4 separate regions of the Zea mays genome follow, and all the other regions are linked to region 1. Evidence: chromatin contacts called from public Hi-C data. All regions are on one chromosome and are shown on one strand. The core of a region is the stretch at or near the end of the contact, and the rest is flanking DNA. Distances in the headings are between cores, read along the strand shown.

Region 1 (3,007 bases), core at 165-2,664:
CACGACCTGTCCCTTTAGGCCTACCTCTCTGTCTTTTGATTACATATTTTTTGTGATCGTTCACACATGTTGATGCATTTGCCCCTAGTCATATAGGCCATATTTCCCGTACTTTCTTCTTTTCTTCTGCAATGCAGCTGGGGAATATTTTCTTCACCTGGCAAAAAATTCTTCCTGTCGCCTTTTGTTGTCAATACTGGTGGCACGGACGCTGAGACGATAATATCATCTTCTCTGTTTGACATAGCGTGAGTCTAGTTCACAGTACTTGGTATATGGTCTTCCAGAATAACGTCTGGTGGTATAACTTTCAGTACCACGGGTGCATCTTATATCATCCTTCTAGCTCTATGTATTGCCTGTTTTGTTAAGCAAATGAAAATCGAGGTAGTCAATAATAATTATAGACAGTCAGATAGTCAGCGACTAACTCCAGTAGCTTTTCTATACCCTAATGATATTCAAACTATATTCTACAAACAATACAATGTACAGTGCAAAACAGTGTTTTGGGTGACCATATACCATATGCGTGCAATGTATACATCCATATGGTCACCAAAACATTGTTTTACACTATACATTACACTGTCTGTAGAGTGTGGTTTGAATATGTCATATGGGTAAACTGATGGAGGTAGTCTAACCTACCACATCGCCTGTGAAGAGCTTCGGGTTCTCGCTGGGATCCCTTCTGCCACCTACCGCCCTCGCCAGCGTCGACGACCCCATCGCCATATCCTATTTAGGCTTTTGAATTTAAAAATGATTTAGAGCCTAACTGTGTAGTGGCTAGAAAATAAGCTATAGGCTCACGAGCCAGCTTAAACTCAGAGCGACTCGCGAGCCTCGAATAAACCGATTCGAGCCTAATTTTTGGGCTCGTCGTTGAAGCGAGCTGAGCCAACTCGCGAGCCGCGTCAACTGTGCTGAATTAATCAATTTGCGTAATCATAATAGATTATCGGTTCATTTTTTAATCTGAATTAATCAATTTGCGTAATCATAATAGATTATCGGTTCATTTTTTAATCTTTAATGATGGATATATAACAATTAAAATTTTAGATCGTCATAATATTGAATAATGATTCTATATTTCATATTTAAATACTATTAGTTTAATACATAATACAATTATATTTATTATGGTGTGCAATATCGAGCCGAAGTAAGACTCATCTTTAAGCTCGTGCAATGAGCGAGCTAGCTGGCTAGCTCATGAGTCATAATGGAGCCAAACGGAGCATCACGCATCCTTAAACTCATGCAATAAGTGAGCCGAGTCGAACCGAGATCCGTCACCAATTGAGCCGAGCTTGGCTCACCTTATTTCCAGCCATATCTCCAACAGACTCACTATCTTATTTCCTATTTTAAACTTTACTCCAACAGACTCACTATCTTGTTTGCTATTTTAAACTTTACTCCGTTACACTGTAAATCATTACGTCTGTTTACATGGAGGTGCTGGCTAGTCCAAACCCTAGAGCCGTGAGAGCTGTGTGCCCATGGTAGAGCTGAAGTGCGTGCGTCTGCGAGACTTCTCGACTCGACTTCTCCTAGAGTGAGAGGATTCCATGACCATCTGCTGCTGCTGTCAGTCTCAGCCAGCGGAACAGCTAGTCTGAAAAATACGTCGATGCGGATAGGATAAGATAATTATTATATACAGACAAAAAGGGTAAAAAAAGAGACAGAGCTGTCGTCCAGTAGTATATCACTTCGCTGTGCAGCTTCCCGTGTCTCTCGTCCCAACTCCGCCGGTCCGCCCGCCCCTTCACCCGCAGGCCACACACATCCCCCTTCTCCTCCCCCCCGCCCGCGCAGCGCAAGGGAAAGGAAAAAGGGATCGACGACTTTGCCGGACGCGGCGGCGCATCCCCCATCCCGTCCGACCCCCCATCGCCGCGTCGCACCGCATGGCTGAGGACGACGCGGCGGCAGCGGCGGGCTCCCCCATCCTGGACCTGCCAGAGCCGCTGCTGCTCCACATCCTGGGCTTCCTCACCGACGCGCGGTCGCGGCACCGCGCCGCGCTGGCGTGCCGCCGGCTCCTCGCGGCGGAGCGGGCCACACGGGCCGCGCTGTCGCTGCGCGGGGACCCACGGTCGCCCGCGTTCCTCTTCCTCAGGCCGGCGTTCTGCTTCCCGGCGCTGGAGCGGCTCGACCTCTCGCTGGCGTCCCCGTGGGGCCACCCGTTCCTCTCCTCCGCGGCGCCGTCGGCCGACGCCGTCGCGCCGTCCGTGACGCCGCAGCAGGTCGCGGAGCAGAACGAGCTGGTCGCGGCGCGCCTCGCCTACTGCTTCCCCGCCGTGTCCTCGCTCGCCGTCTACTGCCGCGACCCCACCACGCTCGTCAGCCTCACCCCGCACTGGAGGTCCCGCCTCCGCAGCGTCAAGCTCGTGCGCTGGCACCAGCGCCCGCCGGGCCTCGACGCCGGCGCGGATCTCGAGCCGCTCCTCGGGGACTGCCCAGCGCTCAGGGCGCTCGACCTCTCCGAGTTCTACTGCTGGACGGAGGACATCGGGCCGGCGCTCGCAGCGCACCCGGCAGCAGCCGCGGCGCTCACCGAGCTCGACCTCGGCCTCGCGGGCGCCACGGACGGGTTCCACGCCACCGAGCTGGGAGCCATCGCGGGATCCTGCCCCAATCTCCGCAAGCTCGTGGCGCCCTGCGTGTTCAACCCTCGGTACGTTGACTTCGTCAGCGACGACGCGCTTTACGCCATCGCCACCAGCTGCCCCAAGCTGGCGACGCTGCGGCTCCGGGAACCTTTTGAGCCGGCAGCTACGGGCCAACGAGAGGACGCGGCCGTCACCGTTGCAGGGCTGGTCTCCTTCTTCGCCGCGCTACCGGCGCTGGAGGATTTCACGCTTGACCTGCGGCATAATGTGCTGGAGACGGCGCCGGCGATGGAGGCGCTTGCCCGCAGATGCCCACGGATCAAGTTCCTGACTCTGGGGGGCTTCCAGGGGCTGTGCAGGGCTTCATGGCTGCATCTCGA
Region 2 (3,066 bases), core at 431-2,930, 330 kb before region 1:
AAAAGAAATATCCTCAAATTTATCAGACATCAGCTGACCTTGACCCAACCCCTCCAACTCCAATCACAGCTACCGAATCACTAGGCCGCATTTCAGCAGCATGCCTTAGGGCACCATACGAGGTAAACACTACACATCCTAAAATTTCTGATTCTGTATATGGCAGTGAGTCAGGAAGAACTGCTAGCGCATTGGCTGGGACAACACAATACTCTGCAAGCCCTCCCATACTATACATGTACACTGGTTTCCCTGCAGATGGAGAATTTTCAGGTTACTTGAAGCAATTATATTGTGGTGTTCTCGTAAAAAAATATTGTGGTGTTACTGATGATGATGCATGATGTGGATCTGTTTCCTCAGGTTACCATTGCCCCTTAGAAACAGTCGTGTCTCGCCATCATAGAGTGTCCCCTTGGCACGATTATACATGAAGAAAGACTCGCACAGATCTTCTTGGCCCTGTATCAAATCAATGGGCATGAGCGTAACAAGCAAGAAAAGCACAGAAATATATGTCGTAATTCAACGAAGTTGCTCTACCTTAACGCGGTAGAAGCAGTTCCCACATGGCATTATGAAGGCGCCGACGTAGTCCAAAATCTTAAAAGCATAATGAAAAATATTAGTAATTCTTGTACACCGGTTACAGAAGGCATGCCAAGTCATAATTGCAGAAGAACAGATCACATATTCACATTTTAATATAAAGTTACAAGCAATGGCCAAATTCGCATCTCTAAGCCAAGATTATTGAGTTGTTTTCCCATTTACTTCGAAGCAGTTGTAAATTTGACTGTAAACTGAAACAATGGGACTAAAAGGTATTTTTCTCTCTAAAAAGTACACACATAAAAAAGAGATGAGTAACATAACATAACACATCGTAGTATTTGACAGTAGCTCAAGGAATCTTGGACACCTGAAATCCAAAAAGCACAAGAACAAATCTACAGATAACAAAACGAAAAAGCAACCCCATTCACCAATGCGAACAGAAACATTCCATTCTATCTACATGTCAATGCACTTCAGAGGGCACCAGGCGAACCTTTCTCGGCGTGGCGATTGCAGGTTTCACGGTGAAGACGGGGATGCGAAAAACGCGACGTGGTTACCTGACTGAGGAGAGGGGAGGAGGTGACCTCGGATCCGGAGGACGCGGTGGAGGTGGACGGCGAGGTGTCGGGGTCGGGGGAGCCGAGGAGGACAGCGAGGAGGAGGACGCATGCGAGAGCGAGGAGGAGGGAGAGCAAGAGGCGCACCCACCATGACCGCTGCTGCCACCGGCGCTTGAACGACGGTCGCCGCCTCAGCGGGCCGCGCTCTCGCCGGCAGGGCGAGAGGGGATGCGGCGCGGGATTGCGAGAAGAGGATCCATGTACAGAGCGGTAGTGGGCTGCACGGTAGGGGCGTAGCGGGGGATTCGCCGCGGGTGTAGCGGGGGATTAGCCGCGGGCGGTTGGGGAATCGCGGCGGGGGGGGGGGGGGGGGCGAAGGGAATCTCGCGGCAGGGGCAGGCGGGCGGACGCGTTATCCGCGGGCGGGGGCAGTCTACACTGCCCTCTTAATAGTTAGTAGAGATATATAGAGCTAGACACAGTTTTCTCGGCCACCGCCAGTTCGTCGTCTCACCAGATCGGTCGCACTGTTCTCTAGATATGTGGTCGTCCTCTCGCATGGCGTGCTGACCCGGGTTGCGGGTGCCCTCATCTACGGCAAGCGTCGCTGGCGGACTCTGCAAAGTCGCGTTCGTCGCGTGCTGTCCCGACGGCGGCAAGGTGTGTCCCGTATTCGACGACACCATCAACTGTGCATCTCGTCAGCGCTTCTCTGCAGCAGTGGGTAGTAATTTGTTGTGCACAACTCCCAAGCAAGGAAGGCTACTGTAGATCATTGATGTTTGTGCTAATTTCTCACGCAAGGAGTAGGAGCAATTAATTTTTGTTCGCTCTCTACATTATCTCGGATTTTTTATTTCAGATTATAAATGTCAACTAAAATTGATATTCCGAAGTTTGATGACAAAATCAGTTTTGCTATTTGGCAAATTCAGATAAAGACTGTTCTTATCGAGTTATGTTTACGAAAAGCGTTACAACTGTGACCTTGACTGATGATAATTGGGAGGATCTTGATGAAAAAAACTTTGTCCGCCTTGCAACTTAGTTTATCTCTCAGTTTATCTCTTGATGTTCTGCGTGAAGTAATGAATGCGAAATCTGCGGCAGAATTATGGAAGAAATTAGAGGAGCTATATATGACCAAAAGTCTTGCTAATAAGCTCCGTCTCAAAGAGCGCATTTATACTATCTATATGGCGGAAGGTACATCTATTCAGTCACATCTTAATGAATTTAATTCAATTATTGTGGATCTTGAGAGCCTTGATGTGAAGATAGATGATGAAGATAAGGCAATTTTGTTGGTAGTCTCATTGCCCACTTCTTTTAAGCATTTTAAGGAAATTATTCTTTATGGTAATTATACTTCACTGTCCTTTGAGAATGTTAAGTCAAATTTGTTGTCTAAAAAAAATTTGATGTTGATTCTCGTTCTGAACCCAAAGGTGAAGGTTTAATTGTTCAGGGATCTGAAGATCATAAATCCAACCTTTATTGTCGTTATTGCAGAAAAAAATACTCATCATATTTCTCAATGTCCCAAGGTGAGAAATAAAGAGGAGAGAAAGAAAAAAATTGGATAAGTCTTTTGTTGAAGCCAGTTTTGTGGAAACTTTGGATAGTGGAGAAACTTTATTTGTTGCCTCTGTTGAAAAATGTTCTTCTTGGGTTCTCGATTCCGCTTGCACTTTTCATATTTGTTCGCATAGAGATTGGTTTTCTGATTATGTTCAGTCTCATGCTGGTGAGGTTGTTATTGGAGATGGATCCACATGTGAGATTATTGGAATCGACTCTATTTATATCCAAATTCATGATGACAGTATTAAGAAACTTATCGATGTCCATTTTGTTCCAAAATTGAAGAGAAATTTTATTTCTTTGAGCACTTTAGAAGCAAAGGGATTCAATTTTGCTGCTATTGATGGTGTTCTTAAGGTTT
Region 3 (3,188 bases), core at 608-3,107, 280 kb after region 1:
AGACACTACACCGAGACTCTCTTCTCGTGCAAGTCACCCGCCCGGTCTCAGCTTAATCATTTAACCCAAAAACTTGGTACCTGGCAGAGGTACATCTTTTCCGATGTTGAATCCATAACGGCCATGATGGATCCACCATCAAGTTTTATTTTCGAAAACATCCCTCCCACTTTTGCCACAACATTTTTTTGTAAAAACAAAACCTTTTGTTTTTCTAAAGCAAAGCTAAGCATCAAAAAGCTTTTGTAAAACAGGCGATTAAGGAAGGTAATCAGATTCAAAGAAGGTAATGCAGGAATGGTTTTAGCAATCAACTCCTATCACCTAATGCATCAAGCAAGTGAGAAAGATTTTAAAAGTATCAAGGGAGGTGGCAAATGCACCGGGGCTTGCCTGAGTAACACTAGGTTAGTGTTGGTTAGGCGATGAGCACTTGACGACCATTCTTTGTCTTGGCACTTGTCAGGTCATCCATCCATGCGTTCGTCCTTCAGCTTCACCATGCGGAGTAGCCCGCGCTTGGGGTCGACTTGGCTTGTCTTCCGCATCGCGCGATTAATTATCGTACCTAAATGATTTGCATAATGCACATGAATGCATAAGAACGGGAATATTATAAACCTAAATAGTGTTATACGATAGTGTATTAAACACCTAGTGGCGAGGCGTTGTACAATCTTACACGGAAACACTAGTTATTAATATACGACTACGCGCTATAATTACGCTTCCTAAATTAAACGAACCTAACACAAACATTACAAACAACAAATCATACACTTTAAACATAATTAGCCTAAACACAACTCATTAGTTACTTAATTAAATGCTAAATTTATCTCTCGCTTTATAAATTATATCACTTTGCTCACCAAAAACTAATTTAATTTTATTTTGCATCACACATATTTATTTAATCTATCTAACAATTCGGCTAACAACTTGCGCGCCAATAATAAATTTAGCTTAGATTTACTACTTTGATTAACGAATATGAATCCAAATTTTTTGTCAATTACATGTTAAATACCGTACTAATATTAATTTACTCGAAACTAATAACCCAAGCAAACTACCTAGAACGTAATAACTATTATAACACAAGGAATCAGCAACACGTATGACTACCGATTAAATCACCGTACACGATTCAAGTAGTCTAATAAATATTATATTTAGTCGACTGGAATAACAAATCCACTTACCGTCCATTAAATCTGACTTAAAGCTTGCGAGAACGTCGACAGTCTTCGAATAAAATCTTTGATCGAACCCTTGGCGAGCGTTAAACTGAGCTTCACTTCGACGACAACCAGATCGATATCGGGACTCGACGGCAGTGCAACACCACCACGAGATGGAGGCAAACCGGCTACGACGGCATAGGACAGGTGCGGAGGCTGACAGCAGGGGACTTCGCGATGGATAGCGAGACTCGACAGCGAACGACAAGGTCGACGACGCGACGAAATTAAGGTCGAGCGAGCTGAGATGGCGCGCAGCGAGCAGGAAAAAGACTCGACGCGGGAGTTTGACGCGCACGCGAAGCTATCACCAGCGACAACACGACGATGGCGATATGAGAGAACGCGAATCGGCGCGGGCCAAACACCGGACAACCATGCCAGCGACTTGGGCGAGATCCAAACTAGAGCAGCAGCACACCGGCAAGCAGGGACAACTGGCGAACTCCGGTTTAGGCGAATGGAATGCGACACAGGGAGCTGGTGCGCGCGTACGGACTCGACGACGGACAGCGGCCATGGATGACGTGCCGCGTGGACGGGCGAGCAGTACACGAACTGGACAGAACCGAGCGCGCAGGCTCCACGGCGAACTGAAAAACCGGCTACGCGCAGGGGCAGAGGACCGCGCGCGCAAGGCGACAACGCCCAGGAACAGGAAGCCTGGACAGGGCACTGTACGGAGGAGTTCGGCTGGGACTTGGCAGGGAGCTGGCTGGGCGCGTTGCGCGCAGGAGCAAGCTCGGCAAAGCACGAGCGAGCAGGGGGATAGGGGCGAGCTCGCGCGCAGAGAAAGAGATAGTGGGAGGGAGAAGCCGAGCAAGGAAATCGCGGTTAGAAAGATGGACGCCATGGCGAGAGGAGCAGAGCGCCGAGCAGAAAGGGCGCGCGAGGGAGAAGCTCGAGGCCGGACGAGTGGCCGAGCTGGGCGAACAGAGGAGAGAGGAGGGCCATCCCGACGCGCAGGAAGACTGGACCAGGGCGCGGCGGCCATGGGAGACAGAGAGAACTGAGCGTCGAGCACAGGGAGCCGCCATGGTCGAGCTCATGGCCGGGAGGAGGCTGGAAACCGGGCTGGGCGCCATAGGCGAGCAAGGTGGAGCGAGCGCCGTAGGGAGCCGCGCGGTCCAAGCTGGGGAGCGAGCAACACGCCGTCCTGGGCGAGCTGAAGACGGTGGGGGCAGAGGGCGTGCGTCCGTGAGAAACGGAAAGGAAAAGCAGGGGAAGCAAGCAGGGACAACTTCGCGAAGTACAGGTAAAGTACGTGCTCGGCAAACGCTAGTAGGGAAGGAAGATTTTTTTCCTAGGGAGCAAATGCACGGATAAGAGCAACGTGAAAAAAAATCTAGAGATAGGGGCAGTAGAGGATAAGAAAGATGACGTGATTCAGCTTCTGGAATGCTGTACACGCCCACAGGATAGAAACAATAGATTTTTTTATTTATTTATTTAACCGAGGAATCAAGATATTTTTGAACCGGGATTTCTTGCGATAACAAAAGAGTCGACGGTAATTGCGACAGTTGATTCGATTCAAAAATCTGATAAATTTACCAGAGAATCGAAGCTCCATTATAATTCTCGGACACACTGTCACGGTTTTGATTTAGCGAATACTTCGAAATCAAATGAATTTGCACCCGTTATTTATCCAAAGTTTTGGATCGGGGCAAGATGCAATCGGAACGAATTAAATGGATTTCGGCTTCGTTATTTCAATCAGCATCCGATTCAGTTGATTTTAGACGAAGTCCGTCCGTTATCCGAACACTCGGTTAGAAAACAATTTAATTAAAAATCCGTAGACGCGATGTCACGGATGACAAAAAAGAGATTAAATTATTTTACATTGAAAGCTTAGTCATCGAGTTCTATTAATTTGCCCGGGATATAAATCATCCAAGTGGGTCGAGCTTCTGAATCCGTATTCGTACGAGCGATGAA
Region 4 (2,872 bases), core at 335-2,834, 330 kb after region 1:
AAGTGTGCTTATTCGAAATTAGCTTACTTACAAGTCTTCTTTGAAAAGGTTACATTGTACCGCTTGGCATATCCAGATACTAGGCAATTTGTGTGGCTGTGTCCATTTGAAGTTCACACCAGATCCTCACGTGGGTTAAGGGAAGTGTGGGTTTATCACTGCTTTACATTGGGACCACATTTTTTGGTTTCATGTAACACGTTTCTAGCTTAAGACTACCATGTTTCATTAGTGCACAGCATTAATTGGCTGCTTCAACTAATTGTCTTCAAAAGGCAGGATAAACATAAAACTGTATCAACAAAAAATTTTGGCAAATCTGTAACGATTGTTGCAGAATATGAGTGTCCTGCTGTACTAATATGGATATAGTGCAATTTACAACTAATTTCCAAGTAGGCAAATTATAACGGGGAAATGAAGCCCAGCACTCACCTAAATGCAAAAGCAAAGAGCAACAAGAATATCGGGGAGGCTGATTTACACTGCAAAAGATCAATTTCATGAACTCTAGTTACTGAACAAATCAAGGAATCTAACTAAAGGAGAGCAAGCAAATTAAATCCTTTGGTAAACACACCATAGTAGCAAACGTCACCGAGATGAACACCAGAGACGCGTTGCTCAGGTTTATGTCCAAGGCCGTCCCGAGAGCAGTTGGCACGACTGCATGCAGAACGGCTAGTAAGGATCGATCGCTACTCAGCCGTAACAAACAAGCAAGAGCAAACCATGGCTGCGAATTTCTCGTAGAGCGAGATCCACACCTCTCATGAAGTAGTCCTTCCACCCCATGTCGACGGCGGCCTCGGGCCCCTTGGGCTGGAACCAGATGATGAGCTTGGAGAGCCCCGCCTGCAGCGCGAAGTGCACGGTGTTCATCAGCAGCGGCGCCGGGAACTTGCCGAGCTTATCCCCCAGCAGCGTCTTGTTATATCTGGCACCCACCACGCAGCAACGAAGCAGTCAGGCCGCCGTCTCCTCCGCAAGCGGGGGGGAAGCAGGAGAGAGGGGGGGATCCAGGCCACTCACAGCGTGAGGCAGGTGCTGAACGCGTACCACACCAGGATGTAGAACCCGGTCCTGAGCACCACGGCGGGCGCCAGCGCGGCACGCTCCAGCGACTCCAGCTTGGTGACGGACTCGCTGGGCCGCAGCCCCCCGCCGGCGGAGCAAGGCGGGTTCTCGACGTGGAACGGCCGGCGCGCCGCCTCCGGATCCGCGGCGGCGGCGGCGGCGTGCATGCTCCGCTGCCGGAAGTAGCCGGACCGCGGGGAGCCCACCTCCGCGGCGGCCCCGTCGTCGTCGCCGCCGCCCTCGGGCTTGGGATGCATGCGGCGCGATTCCGTCCGTGCTCCGAGGCGCTACAAGGCTCCTCGCATTTCGGACCGGGGTGCCGGTGCCAACCGGGCGGGGGATCTGAGAACGCGCCGCGCGAGGGGGAGTGGGGTGGGGGAGCGGGAGCGGGAGCGGCTGCCTGCCGGAACAGGACGGGGACGATGGGGCGGTTGGTTGCTTTGGCGGGTGCGCGCGATGAGCAAGCAGGTCGGGTACTCGGGTGTCCGGACCGGATGGACGCGCCCCGACGGCCCTCCTCCTCATGTGTTTGTGGGGCGCACGCTGGCAGCCGAAGAAGACACCTGTGGCTGTTGTACCTAACACACGGGTAGTACAATATAAAACTGGCTGCACGCCGCCATGGTGATCTCACTCCCAACACAACACATGCTTTTTTTGTGCGGCGATATGTAAGCTCTGACCAACACCTTCTTTCTGCCAGAAGTAGAAACAAAGGACTGCAGGTGGGCTGTGGTTGGGAACTTGGGACTTGGGAGTGCTGCACTTGTGCGTGGCCGCCCAGGACGGAGGACTGCAGGTAGGCACCGCACCTGCTCAGGCTACAGCAAATGCACATCAGGCCCTGAAATTTGGCATTGCTGGAGACACACAGCTAAATGTCAGCATCTAATGGTGCTATATATACACGCTTGAATGCTTCAGATGAAGTGGCCAGTTCTATCACTTTTGCTTCAGGCATTTAATGTAACAGGTCACCTAATCTGTTTTTCTCTTTGTCCGGCATCGACATAGAAGAGTGAAAATAAGCAACTTGCATGTTTCGTATACGACCTGATTGTCCAGAGCGTCTGGAAACCAAAATTTTCATGACCGGTGCACAACAGACAGACGGGAAATGCAAAATACCGACATGAAAATAGGAAATTAGTTTTTATATCGGTTTACCGTTCACCTACAGCAGATAGAATACTACTATTCACGGACAAATTTGTATATCCAATTGAGTGGATAACTACAATTTACTCGTTTGAGTTCATTTTTCACCAACATGTTGCACCCACTGTTTGTGTGCGCTCGCTAACAACGCACACGACCACAAACACTGTAAGGAAAATGGACCTCCGTCTATTTGACTAATTGATTCTGGTGTTTAATGATCAACATAGCCTAATATGGTTGCTAGGGTTTGTGTTTGTAGTTCACAGGATGTTAAAGTGAGCTTTACAACAAAGGACAACCTTAAAAATTTGGTACAACCAGAATAAATAAGATGTTTCGCCTCTTTCAGCACTACACCATAAAATGACTCATTGTCATCATTAGTATTGTCTCCATCCTCATTTTCACCATCCTCTTTATCTTGGTCTTCTACAGTGCATAGGTCTTGTAACATCCCATCAAAACGATCATCACCATAGTTGCCATCCTCAATCACACATGTCCCATGTATCGAATGATCGGCATCTTCCTCAAAGTTCTCTCCATGATGTATCCATTGAATATATGTACTTTCCATCCCATTCATTAATATATGCTTCTCCACAAGGGCTTGATGAAAGGACTTCTGGTTGAT

The links. A called contact is a pair of places that touch in the nucleus more often than the background predicts.
Region 2: a contact with region 1 is called in a Hi-C map of ear, with 2.8 times the contacts expected there. The contact joins the promoter of LOC103631145 here to the promoter of LOC103631147 in region 1. A contact is called at or near these places in 2 of 25 Hi-C or Micro-C datasets (ear and tassel).
Region 3: a contact with region 1 is called in a Hi-C map of ear, with 2.3 times the contacts expected there. The contact joins the enhancer-like site here to the promoter of LOC103631147 in region 1. A contact is called at or near these places in 2 of 25 Hi-C or Micro-C datasets (ear and leaf).
Region 4: a contact with region 1 is called in a Hi-C map of leaf, with 7 times the contacts expected there. The contact joins the promoter of LOC100191756 here to the promoter of LOC103631147 in region 1. A contact is called at or near these places in 14 of 25 Hi-C or Micro-C datasets (bundle sheath, ear, endosperm and 4 more) and 1 of 3 datasets of contacts at active chromatin or transcription factors (seedling).

The regions. Positions count from the first base shown.
Region 1 is chr6:83,997,270-84,000,276 of Zm-B73-REFERENCE-NAM-5.0, forward strand. It overlaps LOC103631147 (F-box/LRR-repeat MAX2 homolog), which reads left to right and starts at 1,415. Exons shown (of 1, transcript XM_020539294.3): 1 at 1,415-3,007. The coding sequence starts at 1,923.
Region 2 is chr6:83,665,714-83,668,779 of Zm-B73-REFERENCE-NAM-5.0, forward strand. LOC103631145 (alcohol dehydrogenase) reads right to left here and starts at 1,681. Exons shown (of 8, transcript XM_020539982.1): 1 at 1,636-1,681; 2 at 1,119-1,399; 3 at 544-603; 4 at 369-462; 5 at 45-252. The coding sequence starts at 1,681.
Region 3 is chr6:84,280,149-84,283,336 of Zm-B73-REFERENCE-NAM-5.0, forward strand. No RefSeq gene overlaps it. Among protein-coding and RNA genes, the nearest start is that of LOC111589617, 28 kb to the left of the region's middle. Within about 2 kb of position 1,858, at least 14 of the 20 cell types and tissues checked have an H3K27ac peak or open chromatin away from gene starts, as enhancers often do. A contact at or near this core is called in ear and leaf, where this site is marked.
Region 4 is chr6:84,328,094-84,330,965 of Zm-B73-REFERENCE-NAM-5.0, forward strand. It overlaps LOC100191756 (putative Solute carrier family 35 member C2), which reads right to left and starts at 1,585. Exons shown (of 12, transcript NM_001137183.1): 1 at 1,033-1,585; 2 at 768-937; 3 at 581-666; 4 at 436-485. The coding sequence starts at 1,334.